Regions from separate parts of the Triticum aestivum genome. Here region 1 is linked to region 2. The links are chromatin contacts, called in public Hi-C maps. All regions are on one chromosome and are shown on one strand. The core of a region is the stretch at or near the end of the contact, and the rest is flanking DNA. Distances in the headings are between cores, read along the strand shown. Region 1 holds the start of LOC123102975 (transcription factor LHW). Region 2 holds the start of LOC123102970 (cytochrome b-c1 complex subunit 6-1, mitochondrial).

The links. A called contact is a pair of places that touch in the nucleus more often than the background predicts.
Region 1: a contact with region 2 is called in a Hi-C map of leaf, with 4 times the contacts expected there. The contact joins the promoter of LOC123102975 here to the promoter of LOC123102970 in region 2. A contact is called at or near these places in 2 of 5 Hi-C or Micro-C datasets (both in leaf).

The regions. Positions count from the first base shown.
Region 1 is chr5A:275,834,848-275,841,960 of IWGSC CS RefSeq v2.1, forward strand. It overlaps LOC123102975 (transcription factor LHW), which reads right to left and starts at 2,679. Exons shown (of 10, transcript XM_044524451.1): 1 at 2,041-2,679; 2 at 1,324-1,470; 3 at 1,138-1,219; 4 at 191-232; 5 at 38-97. The coding sequence starts at 2,132.
Region 2 is chr5A:275,519,023-275,525,632 of IWGSC CS RefSeq v2.1, forward strand. It overlaps LOC123102970 (cytochrome b-c1 complex subunit 6-1, mitochondrial), which reads right to left and starts at 4,245. Exons shown (of 4, transcript XM_044524447.1): 1 at 4,069-4,245; 2 at 2,471-2,555; 3 at 1,671-1,760; 4 at 1,309-1,594. The coding sequence starts at 4,070. The coding sequence ends at 1,562. LOC123102969 (serine/threonine-protein kinase STY46) reads left to right here. Exons shown (of 16, transcript XM_044524446.1): 12 at 144-224; 13 at 333-383; 14 at 467-607; 15 at 714-957; 16 at 1,075-1,168. The coding sequence ends at 770.

The sequences.
Region 1 (7,113 bases), core at 1,429-3,928, 310 kb after region 2:
TATGATGATATGCATTGTCAAAAGCAGGGCATCTTACCACACTAGTAGAGCCTAGCTGTAGTACACCACGTGGTAACACAGGAATTATTGCAATAGTCTGCGGAACAACAGAACAAGTATAAATTATTAAGAGATCAGAAGTTAAAAAGTCAGTAAATAATCTACCATGCAAGGGCGAAATTCTACTAACCTGAATGCCAGCTCTGAACTGATAGTTCATCTCAGCAGCAACCTATCACCACCAGAAGACAACAGCTTATTGTTCCATTATGAAAGGACACATAACAATTGGGGATAACCAAAACAGCCAGAGCAACTGATAAAATCAAATTGCATTGTTATTAAAAGAAAATTAGAAATCATTATGGAAAAAGATCATGGTTAGCTCAAGCCTGTGTGGCAAATCATGTTAAGTTGTTAACGAGAAATTCTACATGATTTCCACTTGTTCAAATACCATTTGTGTGCTTTTGCAACTAGCTTATCCAGTGACCACTTATGCGGCAGAACAATAGATCAAACTCACTACAAGCCAAAATTTCAACACAGAAGGAACAAATATGTGAGGACAAAATAACCCCACAAGGATTGTTGCGATGACATAAATTCCTGGACAGCATGCTATTAATGACACAACAGCAAAAATGAACCAGACAAAACTGAATTAGGGCTATGGGCATGTTTGGTTCATGACTACTTTGCCACAACTAAAATTAGGCAAAATGTGGCGAACAAAATGGCCACCACAAGTGTGGCAAGATTTGGTAAATAAATGAGTCTATGGCATGTGGACCATGTAGTTAGAAAAGTGTGGCAAGCCATAAGTGTGGCACTGAGGGCGTGTTTGGTTCATGACTACTTTGCCACAACTAAACTTAGGCAAACTGTGGCTGCCACAAAAAATGTGGCGAACAAAATGGCCACCACAAGTGTGGCAAGATTTGGCAAATAAATGAGTCTATGGCATGTGGACCATGTAGTTAGAAAAGTGTGGCAAGCCATAAGTGTGGCACTGAACCAAACACATGCCTAAGGTTTTGCGGCACGACTAATGTTAGGTGTGGCAACCTTAGGCTACAAACCAAACATGCCTTATATTTATATCAGTTCACAAGAACGGAGAAGAAGAATTTATACCTCGGATCTGAGCCTGTGATCATTGGCAGTATCATGGATAATCCACTGATGACTCCCAGTAAAAGCAGCATGGCCGATGGTACTGAAAAAACAGAAAATGTAGCATCTATCCATCAATAAAAGAAATCAACCAAGAACATTGTGCTAGCTAGTAACAAACAAATGATGTTCCCGGTTCTTCCTTACCCTTCTCCAACAACATGAACCTGCGATGCCATAACCTTCCTAACTAGGGTGCACACAGTGCCACCTGATTCACAGCCAACCTCAAAAGCCTCAGATCCAGTTGGACAAGATGCGTGGCCACAGTAGCCATCCTCCCACACTAGATGCCTGCACATCACCAAGGGAAAACAGTGCGCGCAAATCATCAAACAAAACCCAAATTCCCAGCGCATCAAGAAGTTTATTCCACATTGCATTTAGCATTCCTCCATGATCCCCACATCGTGTCCCCATTTCTCCCTCCCCCCAAAAAAGCTTGCACGGAATTGCAACAACATCTCGCACATTCACGCTCTTTTAAGCCTCAGGAGCTAACACGAACTTGCACAGACAAGGCGGTAGTAGCTTTTTGGTTCATGTTCCTTGTTGTAAAGGCGTTACTAAATTTGCAAGCATGAGTGAACACCCACACGAGCGTACGGGCGTTCTTTTTCCAGGCACTATCTTTCCCACAAGGAAAGGAGTCCCTTATTAGTAATTGCTGAGGAATATACCCATCCTACGAATCTTCCTCGCGGATGTTTCATTCGTACGAGACAAATCTAGCTGAAATGGAATGTTCAAGAAGACTTTGAACCCAGAAAAATGAAGAAAAGACACTGGTTTTGAGATTTTCCGCAAGATCGAGCGGGGGGAGATTGTGACAAAAAAAGTCCAAGAGAAGGATGGAAGGCTTACACGGGGTCAGCAGCGCCGATGGCCTTCCAGAAGACGGCGTAAGACCACCCGACCTCCTCGCAGAGCCGCCGCAGCGCCTCCCCCACCGCCATCCCCGCAGCCCCACAGCCCAACGGAACCCTAACGAGCAAACCCTAGCTTCTTCGACGGGGGGAGAGGGCGACGAAAAGACGAGCAAGGACGCCGCTGCCTCCCTAGGCGCAGCGAGAGCCGGCGCGCCCGGCCTGCCTCGCGCGGACCCCGCCGTCCCTCTGCTCTGCCGCAACAGGAACGTCAACACTTGCTCCGTTGGCCGCCGGCGCGCGGCAAGCGGACATCAGTGGGGCTCGCCACCAGCCGCGGGCGCTGGTCCCAGCGTCGGTGGGGACCTCGGGACCACGGGGCAGCACCAGAGGCAGAGATGCCCGGCAGGAGAATGGCGCGGGGTCCCCGGAGGAGCGTCGGAGCCGCACGGCGGCGGGCGAGCGAGCAATGCGGTCTTGGATTTGGCTGCTGCTGCTGCTGCTACAGCCGCTGCGCGTCCTCGTCAATCTCTTTCTTCCTTCTCCGCTTTCGCTTTGGGTTCTCACTCTGGTCTGGTCTGGGACTGGGAGTCTTTGGCCTCTTTGGGGTGTGCTTGGCTTGTGTGAGTGTGAGTAAAATTTCGTTCTGGCTTTTTCTTTGTCGCTTTCTTTGGTTGCCCCTCCTTTTCCTTTGGCCTTCGCGGCTCCCGAGGCGGGCATCATTCCCTCCACGAGGGGCAGGATGGGCATTCCCCCAGCTAATCACCCTCGTCCCCTCCTTTTATGTATTTATACCTAGGTTAAATAATGCTCCTCTCCAACACACCATTCTTGAAACAGGGCTTTCGCCTTGCTTTATTATAAAGCAACCACACAAGAGTACATGGCCAAACAATAAGTGATGAAAACCCTCTAACAACGCCGATCCCAAGGACCGAAACACACATGCGCGACCGACAAAGAATACAGGAAGAGCTGATAACACCGTCACCCTACATCCTACAACACCTACACTCCACAACAATGCCCCTAAAAGGGAACACGACGCGAAGCGCCGCCGCCGAGTCCAAAATGGACAGAGGTTTTCACCCGGAGCCGGATACGAAGAGGAGCCCCGACGTCTTTAAGAAGAGAACGGGGCGCCCGCAGGCGTCGCCGTTGTCGACGATCAAGCGCAGATCTTTCGCTCAGGCACCCATTCGTGCCCGTGAAATCTTAAGGGTAAGAGCGATGAGATCAAGTCTCCAGGTCCAGATCGGGTCGCCACTACTGCCAGAGACAAAGCACGCCCGAGTTACCCGCCGCAATATCTCTTGCTGCCCACACGATCAAGAAACAAAGCCACAACCGCCACCACAGTGCCTGCCGGAAAGCCAACCATGTGGACCACCACCCAGGGTCGTCGCCCCGGCATTCAAACCCTGAGATCCCGCCACCCGCCCGCTTCACAGAGCACAACCCACGGAAGGAAAAGCCCGGCATCAGCCACTGAGTCAGGGTCGGCACCACCACCATATGGGGGCCCACGCCTATTCCCCCCCCCCCCCCAATCCCGGTGTACCAGGGGAACATAACCCAGTGACTATCGACAGTCGTCGCAGAGACCCAGCTCAGATGACACCAAGTCCACGGTTCGACGCACTGATCTGCCTGCCGACTCCAACACACCACCATCCGCTAACAACTAATGTTTGATCTAACTATAACCCTATGGTCGTATTCAAAACATATTTACCAGATTAATTGTTTGAAACTACTCCCTCCATTTCATAATATAAGAGTGTTCTTGACATCTTCAAGACAGACCCGTAAACTTCCCGCAACCGTTCCGACGCGGAAGCCATCCAACGCGGTCCTGTATAGGTCCGCGAGGCGGTCCGGACGTGATTTCTACTTGCAAACCAGAGACAAACATGGGGGCTTTGCGGGAGTCCGGACCGATCACAAGCCCGCTTCTGACCACCTTGGCCCACCAAAAACCCTCCTCCCTCTCCCGCGTGCGTCCTCGCCCGGCGCCAATTGACCGCATTCATGCCGCTCTAGAGTGCGACGCTCAACATTGAAGACGGCTCAGGGCAGACGCGACCTCTCATTGTCACCACCATTGAAGCGACACGTTGGTCGAGGGCGCCGCCCGTGAAGCGCGTGCAGTGTCTGCGTCTGTTCAATGCCGGAGACACGTGACTAGACGGGACAGGACGGATATCTACCATGCCCGATCAATGTTCCTGTCTGTCCGTATGCCGACATTAACGAGACTCGCTGGCCGAGAAACCCAGCCCGGCGTCGCGCATTGACGCACCGGACGTCTCGCCTCACCGGAACCCGCTATTTAAAGGCGGCCACACCCGGCTAAATCCACACCATAACACAAGCCCCTCCCCATCCTTCTCCTTTGCACTGCATCTGCCATGACTACACGCAACGAAGCTCTGTGGGAGAGCCTTTCCACGGAGATGAAGCATGTCGTGGCTGCCCTCGCCGCCGCCTGGCAGAGCCACGGTGCCAGGCGGATCGAGGCCGGCTTGCCGGCCAGCTCGACCGAGGTCTCTGACGACGAGGACGAGACCATAATGGAGACGTGCTCCGACGACACCGCCCGGCTCCCGCGCCTTCTGCACGTTGGCTTCACAATGGAGTAGGCGCACTACAACGCCGCCATGGCAGAGGTGCAGCCTGCGCCGGCGCCTTTGTCGGCGTTCCGGCAGGCGCATGATGAAAAATGGTACAACATGTTCCTCTTGGAGTAGCACCGGCTGGCAGACTGACAGATCTACAGTGAGCAAGCGAGTGAGGAGGCCGTGATGAACCCCAACTCCGTCGTGGAGCAGCGTGCCATCTACGCTTCCGTCTGTGCTCAAGTCGCCGCTCGCCAGGAAGCGGCCGCCACGGAGGTTCAGTTGCAGGAGATCACGAAAGAGAACAACGCTAGTTGCGCCTCCTATGCGCCAACGGCGAACCATCAGGCGGCCCAGTGGGACGATGACAGCACTGGCGCCGCCATTTCCACCGTGGACCTCACATCCACCGGTGACGGACAGGTCACGGACTCCTTCAAAGATGAGTAGGCCACGAGAGGCGGTAGGGCCTGGTGTCCCATGTGGGGTGGTCCGTCTCCCATGTTCTACTCTTCCTCGTCGGAGACCGCACCTTCACTTCATCTGTATTATCGCCGGTGCTCATGGAGACGGTGGATGGAAGACGACACGGGCTTGGATGCCGGGCCCCACCGCCGTAGGATAGGTTTATGGTCGGGCCTTTTTTTGTTCTACATGTTCGAAATGTAATGAAATCTGTCATGTTTGTTTGAAATCCGGCCTTGTTTGCATGAATTTCATCCGATTTGTTGAAAAAGAGTTTGCAATGTATGCAGCTAGCGTTGGATGGCGGCCTCTCACATCTGTGTCCGTGAACTGATCACCTCCCGTCTGCGGACGGATGCGGAAGAAAATTTACGGTTTGCCATTAGAGATGCCCTAACAATACTAACTTCCATACAAAAAACAACAACAAAAAAGTACTTCCTTGTTAAGAAAAACAATAAACTGACTTATAGACACTATGGAGGATTTTCTTTAACACGATACAACCGCAGATGATCACATACACACATACACTCCTTTCTATGAACATACTCATGCATATTCTATCCTCTTTTTTTTTGAACCTGAAATCGTAGAACAACACATCCTTATGAGCACATCCAAGATAATAAGCCAACACACCATTTTAAGATTGACAAAATTACTATAGACACCTTATAGTTCACGGGATTCTTTTCCCACTAAACGAACATTACCGAAAAGTCTGAAATAAATCCAAAAAAGTTAAGCATCAATGTTATTGTGTACAATCCGAGCAAAAAAATACAAAGTTGAGAAACTGCGCCAACTATGATCGTCGACCAAAATACCAAACAGTGGGTTCGATCTAACTGATAACAGATTAGTTAATGTGTACGTACCTCTGCACAACTTGACAGTTCATATAAAACTGCAAGCACCATCCTGTGCCACAAGCTTCAAGCAATGTATGATTAATTAGCCTATCTTTTGGATTAAAAAAAGATAGAAATAATTATATATCTTCTTCTCTTTCTACCAAAAAAACTAATCAGTTTGAGAAGCTTTCGTCAGATTGTACCATGTAGCATTCATTTTAAATTGAAAAGCTTCACATAACATAACTACTCGTCAGAATCCTATGAAAGAAGACAAACCGGATAGCTTATAGTATTATCCAATGAATGACCTGTCATGTACCAAAAACAACCACACTTTTGTACCCTGAAACTCTATCTTAGTGCTATGACAAAGACGGTTATGCCCCTCACCGTTTGAGAGTAATTACAAATATGTCAATATGAGGCATTCAAAAGGTGAGCATTGAGTGCAATTATGTGGTCGTGTATGCTTTTGAGGGGTGGTGGGGTAATTTTTAAATTAACATATACATAGTATATTATATATTTTAACAGTAAGAGTACGAAAAGACACATGCTAATGGACAACACTAAATGTCCTTAGACACGTCTGCGAACAGCTTGGCGGACAAAGGTCATTCAACCGTAGTTACCAAATAAAACAGACACCAATTTTCAATTCATTTTCGGATCAATTTTTACATACCCAAATAACCCTGAAAACAACTTTTAAAAAATTACCCTAGAAAAAATGTAATTCTCCCCACTGTAGGTGAGGTAGACAGGCCCACGCGGGACTGTCTGGCCCGGTCGACGTTGACATCCAGCGCGACTAGGCAGAGGTGACGACAGATGCCCTTTTGGCATCATCGTTGTGCTACTCGGGAGCCTCGTCGTCCTTGTCCTCCCGCCCCTCGAAGAGCCGGTTGTGCTCTGCCTTGTCGATGCGGAGCTGCCAATGCTCGCGACGGCGATGAGAATGGAGGCGAGCACGGCCCGGTTGACGTCGATCGTCGGGTCCGCCCCAACCTTGATCGTGAAGGTAGCTTCGGACACGCGCTCCATCTCCAGCTGGTCCTCAGCCAGTCGATGCTCTCCAGGAGCTGGAAGTTGTAGTGCTACCCCGTCTGCAACAATCTGAATGCGGAT
Region 2 (6,610 bases), core at 2,995-5,494:
CCTTATTGTGTCAGTGATCTGAGTATTAATTCAATTGTCTACGGCCTATCATATTTGCATTGTTATCTCCACTCACAACTACTAAAGGGTTGAAAACAAGAAACTCTACTCTATACTAACGTGCTTTTCTGCTCCATGTGTAGGTTATAAATCATCAACCCTATGATAACAAAGCAGATGTATTTAGTTTCGCTATTGTGCTTTGGGAACTCCTGACGTCCAAGGTATGTATAATTTACACGACTGGTTAGAGTTCTTACCAAACGCAAACAGTTGATTAATCATTGCAGTTGTTAAGGTTGTTGATATTTTTTTATTTCTTTGGTTTCCAGATCCCATATGATACCATGACACCTCTGCAAGCAGCTGTAGGTGTGAGGCAGGTAGGTAATATTGTAGATTTTGTACGTAATATGCTCATTGTGTGAGATGTGCTCAGTATCCGAACACTTGACTGTCATACTAGGGGCTGCGCCCAGTGCTGCCAGAAAAGACACATCCCAAGCTATTAGACTTGCTGCAGAGATGTTGGGAAACCATCCCAGCAAATCGGCCTGCTTTCCCAGATATATTAACTGAACTGGAGGGTCTTCTGGCAGAAGTTCAGGTACGTGCAGAATCACTCTTCCTGTATTTAGAGAAAGATACCCCTTACCAGATATAAAATCAGGAATTAAAGAACCGTAACAGTAGATTGTTCTCTCCTTCTACAGGGAACTTCAGGTGAAACGAGCAAACAACTGAAGGATATCTCGGCCTCGACAGACTGACCCTCTGCACATACCTGACATACTAGGATCCGGAACACTGATGTTGAGGAATGTAGCGTATCATTTTTGGTTTTGGTTTACCTTTTGTTATGTACAATTTGAACAGTCATCTTGGGGCCTAATGTTTTTTTCAGGCTGTATTTCACTGTTACTACAAAGAAAATCGAATTTTCTGTTAAGTATACTGGTCATAGCTTTGGTCATCTCTTGTTGTGAAGGATGTTTATATCTCGTGTATCATGTACACCAAGTTGTCTTTTCTGGTGAATACAGCCCATCATCGAATTTTCTGTTAAGTATACTGGTCATAGCTTTGGTATGTAAACATGCGCCCTAGAATTTACTGCTTTGGCCATCTCTTGTTGTGAAGGATGTTTATATCTCGTGTATCATCTACACCAAATGCAGGGAATCATGGTTTTATCTAGTCAGTTGTGCAGTGTTATTGAGCTACATGGGATGTAAGCCAAAGAGGATTTAAAACATGGCAATCAGTTATCTGACTAAAAAAAAAGGTATATCTCAAGGGTCCTGAATCTGCAAAAATTATTGAAGATGGATTGAAGTAAAGCAGAAATGCTTTCATCTGCCCAAGTAACAGGGACAGAACGAACATTACACAAGCAAAATAAAAGTTATTGTTCCCACTGCCAAAATAATTGTGTTTGCTTGTTTTGACAAGTTTTAGCAACAGATAGAAGGAAGCTCCTTGTTACAGGTTCAGCACAATCAGAAATCAGGACAGTGGATCGATTTATTGGGGTCTGTGGCAATCAGCGCCACCCCATCCATCATTTGAGCTTCTCAAAGAGCTTTGGTGCTACCTGCAAACACATGTTCAAAGTATTAACACTCCACGAACGGTAGTTTGGAACTAGTCGATGTACAGGTTGTACTTACACATTTGTCAACGCATGACCAGTAGTCGAAGAATTGCCCGGTGCAGTGCTTCTGCCCAGTTTCATCATTCTTGACTCTCTTCACACATCTCTGCAGAGTAAGCATGCAAGCTTGACACGTAAATCACGTGTTCCCTCAGACAGAATGGAACATAAATTGACAAGACTAGGTTGAGCATAAATGGAACATAAATAACAGTCCACCTGATCCATATTTGTTATCATGCAACTCAAGCAGAATCTATGTACAAGTCATCCATGCCATATGGTACAGCATGCTACCACCTCATCCAGTAAACTAACTAGTGTGCTAGAGGGCTAGGCACAAAGCTCAGATGGCCATCCAGTAAATTCCAACAAGATACTAAATGTAACAGTAATAATCACCAGTTTCTAGTAGAACAGGACTAACTGTGAAACTACAAGTGTGCACAATGGAAGTGTTTATAGCAAAACAAAACCTATATCTAGGTGCTTGCATTAGACGAGGTGATTCACTCTTACATGGGTGCTTGATGATGCGGCTATATTCTAAGCACTCGTCTAAATGAATTTTGCATCCTGAAGGCCATTAGGGCCATATATTCAAAAGCAATTTGTACTAAATATAGCCATGTGCAACATCTTTCTGAAAGTTAGTCCATGAGTGAATTTTGTTTGGCTCTAACATCCTAAATAGATCAGCTTACTAGAGGTCCTAGCTTGTTTAGCAAGCAATTTACAAGAAATGACTAGCTACCACTTATTTTCCTGATTCACTCTAATAGTTTGTCTTGTGGTTATGAGAAATATGGCACTGACCTCATAGTCATACAATGATTTTACACATTGCGGCTTGCAGCGTTCCTCAAGGTAATTCTTTGGGTCAATAGGTTCATTGTCCGCCCTGCCATGAAACAAAACATGTTTACAAAACTCAAACGCTGGAAGGTAAACTTTGCTGTTATCAAGCATTACAAGAATAATGGAAGCAATGATCTTTCTTGTACAGAGAATTATTTAAGAATGAATTATTGACTAAACACAGATAGAACAGTAACGACCAATCATTGCGAGATTACTGAAATTTGATGATAAGTAGGCAGCAACTTGTTTAAAAGTTCTCCAGAAGATTGTTTTCCCTTTTCCCTTCATACATTGGGAGTTAAATCAAGTATTAATAGCTGCAACCTGTTCCCACCATGGTCAGACAGGTTGACTCCCTTGAGATTCAGAAGAGATGCATTATTTGCATCAAACCGACTTGGGTTTAATAAATGTTCCATTTGGCGTTAAGTTATTTGCATAAAGTTAATGCTTGAAGAAAAGTGTTGATTATAAATAAGTATATGAACAATCTACTGTACAAGCAAATCTTTGCTTGTTGTCATCGCAAGCAAGTACGTAACACAGATTTCAATTTGCAGTCAATATAATAAATGTACAAGGAAAATATATAGGAGGTATGAAACAAACATAATGTAAGTACATGTCAATCACACTCAAGGATAGATAATTTAGCGTTTCATCTCAACATAAACTAAAAACAAATGAAGAATATAGCTAATAAATAAGTAAAACACGATGCAAGTCAAGCACAGTTTGCTACGATCATGACAGCGGCATCACCGATTGGTTGCGCGGATGTGGTCACAACAGGCAGTCAAAACCTTATTATAGCAGTTACAGTAGTGGTTCAATATATGTATGTCCACATTATATACATCGATAAAAAATAATTAGACATTCGAGATGTCAAATGCCAATGAAATGTAACCAGGGGTGGGGCATTTTATTGTGTGGATTAAAGCAAATTATTTGCATCACAATGCTCAAACAAAATATCCTACTTCCACCGTGATTAATGGTCAGGACAAACCTCACTCCGCCTACGGATTTGAAGCCATTGCATCAGAACCCAAGAACAAATACATGTGTTACTTTGGAAGCATACTCCTAGGATCCCAACTAATGAAATGTATAATGAAAACAACTATAGCAGAGAAACATTTAATTTGTGTTATTGCCTAGATAAACGCACCGATTCATCAAGTTTCCAATCGGCTGATGAGATCATCACTATTTCGTCCAAGGTGAAAAAAAATCGGCTGGCTCAAATTGCGGGATTTAAGTCGCACTGTGTTCCAAAAATACAAATGTGCGCTCTTGCCTTCAAATATAACTGATTCGCCATGCTTCTTATGCCCCGTTAGATTACAAATTCGTTTCGGACACAAAAATCAGGTATAAATACGCGAATTGCGTTACCATACTTCAACGCTGATAGTGAGAAGGAAGATCTAAAACTGCCCCCAACATATGCACAAGATCAAGACACGATCGAAGTTCATAGACTGAACGAGCGGTAAAAAGAACTTTCGAGAAAAAGAGAGCGAGAGAGAGAGAGAGAGAAAACATACATGGCAGCTGCAAGATCTCTAGCGAAATTTCTTACGGCGTCCTGCGTCGAAGAATGTCAAAGACCGGATCCAAGTGATGGGAGACTAGGGTTTCGTTCGGGTGGATGCGGAGAAGAGGAGGAATGGAGGGGAAGAGAGACGCGAAGGGCCAGCTCGACCTATGGTTTTTTCGGAACCTATGGGCTTTGTTCCGCTTCCGGCCCAGACCTGGCCAGATGGGCCAGCGCGGCCCTGCACGGCATGGCTCACCGAGGACTAACAATCATGGACTAACTTTCAGAAAGATGTTTAGCACGGCTGCCTTAACACGGGCCAGGCTGGCGGCACGTTTAGCCCACATGGGTCGCGTTTATTTAGGCAATAATACCAAATTCAATGTTTTTTTGCTTATAGTTTTTTTTCATTATACATGTCATTAGTTGGGATCCTAGGAGAATGCTTCTAATGTTGTGCATGTACTAGACGATACCCCGCACGTTGCCGCGGAATATTTTGTAAGAATCAATTGCTTCCACATATGTGCAAACTAACAATCAGAAGTAACACATTTTCTTACAATTTCAAGAAAATCTGACGGTTTTAGCTTTCGGCAATTAAATGGACCTGTTGTTTGGCCCCATTCAAAAAAAATTATTACCCCTTCCTATCTATTTTTTCCAAGTTGTCTGCACATTTTATTAACTAAATAAGTAAAACAAACCAGTTATATCACAAAAAAATCATAGAAGTCTCTGACCAAGTGCCCATGCAACTGGAAGCATGCAATCCATCGATGCTCCTATCCGTAGGAGAAATAGAGTGAACTGAGTCAATAAACCATGATTATATGTAAAAATAAGTGAGTTCAGCCAGTTAATGTTTAAAGTTAAACGGAGGACAAAAGCATACCTTGCTGAACAATCGAACAGGGAGGGCAGGGCATGGTTGTTGTCTGTATTTACCAGAACAGGGTGCCAGTTGCTGCCCCGTTTGAGGTACCCCTGCGGAATTTGTTCTCTCTAACGGGTGCAGCAACAATAATACGGATGGTCCTAGATCTTGCAGTGAGACGGGTGGGATCTGACCAAATCTAAAAATAAGCTTGTCATCCAACACAGTTACGATGTTTAGTTTTCTAAATTAGCAAATATAGATTCATCAGAATGATATGCTCTCTGAATGATATGAGAGCAATGTACAATGCGAACAACAATAGTCATATGGAGCAACAAAGAATCATCAATTTTGCACCAACGAAGAACTACCCTTGTCAGGCAAGATGTCTAGCACCTATATAGTTGTGGCGGAACATGACAAAATAAAATAAGCTCAGTCATGGAAAAAACCTGAGGAGGCTCTCTGACCGACCCTCTTACCATGGGGAGGACTCGGGCATTTCTACCGCACGCCTCCATCATGCTAGAAGCAAGTGAAGCAACCGTTTGTTTCCCGGCCGTGAGGGATGCTTCCGGGAACAGGCACAGTGGCCCGCGGTCGCGGTGAGCAACCGAGCGTATACATCTTGCCTTCCACGACCTACATCGAGCTTTTAGCCTTGTACAGAGACGTCGGGATCCTCGTGAGGTCATCGTAGTACCTGGACAGGGCCTCCCATGTTAAAGTTCATAGCCTCAAGCACCTCATCGCCGAGGCCGAGCGAGTGGGGCAGGACGGTGCTGGTGTAGCCAAGCAAGCCTCGTTTAGCCTAAACTCTCTCACATGTCGAGGGTCGCGAGCTGGTCCCCGTCCTTGCCGCCGCCGACGCGCCCGGCGAGACTTGGAGGCAGAGCGATGACACACGGGCTGCCGGTGCTCCGAGGACCGTGAGCTGGTCCTCCATCCCTGCCGTTGATGACGCGCTCGGCAAGACTCGGACGACCACTGCTCCAAGACCGAGAGGTTGCGCCACCGCGAGGGGAGCGTCCCGCGGCAGATGGCTGACTTGAGCGGCAGCGCAACCTTGTTGGGGAGCTCGGAGATGCGCTCCTCCCAATCCCCGCGCATCACCGCTCCTCCACTTGAGGGCAGCGCATGCTCGCTGCAGAACTCCGAGATGCGGTCCGTCCTCCGCCTCCTTTGCGCGTCGCCGCTCCTCCTTCTCGGTCGACCAAGATATGAAGGAGTTCAATGCAGCGTGGAGGCATTGACTAAGATTTCTAGATGCCAAAGAAGGTAAATAAAACGATCGGTCATGTCTCTTTAAATGCCCACGATTGATCATGTCTCTTCGGAAGCTTGCGTCTGTTCTTTTGAGTTGCCATCCTTAGAAGACCGAGAGTCATATGGGTATACGAAGCTATATTAGCGATTCAGTTCTCTCGTGGAAATAATAAATCCATGACATCAGCAGATGACGTGGATAATGTAGTGCAGAAATAGATGATATAGAAAATCATGTGTGGTCTTTTTTTGAACTTATGTGGGGTCTATTTGATGATGTGGATAGTTTGCATGTCAAGAGAAATAGGATAGTGGGGATGAACTATTTAAGTATTATAGATTTGTTCCTGAGTTCTGATGCAATGGCTTCAAATCTGTAGGTGAAGTCAGGTTTATCCCGAAG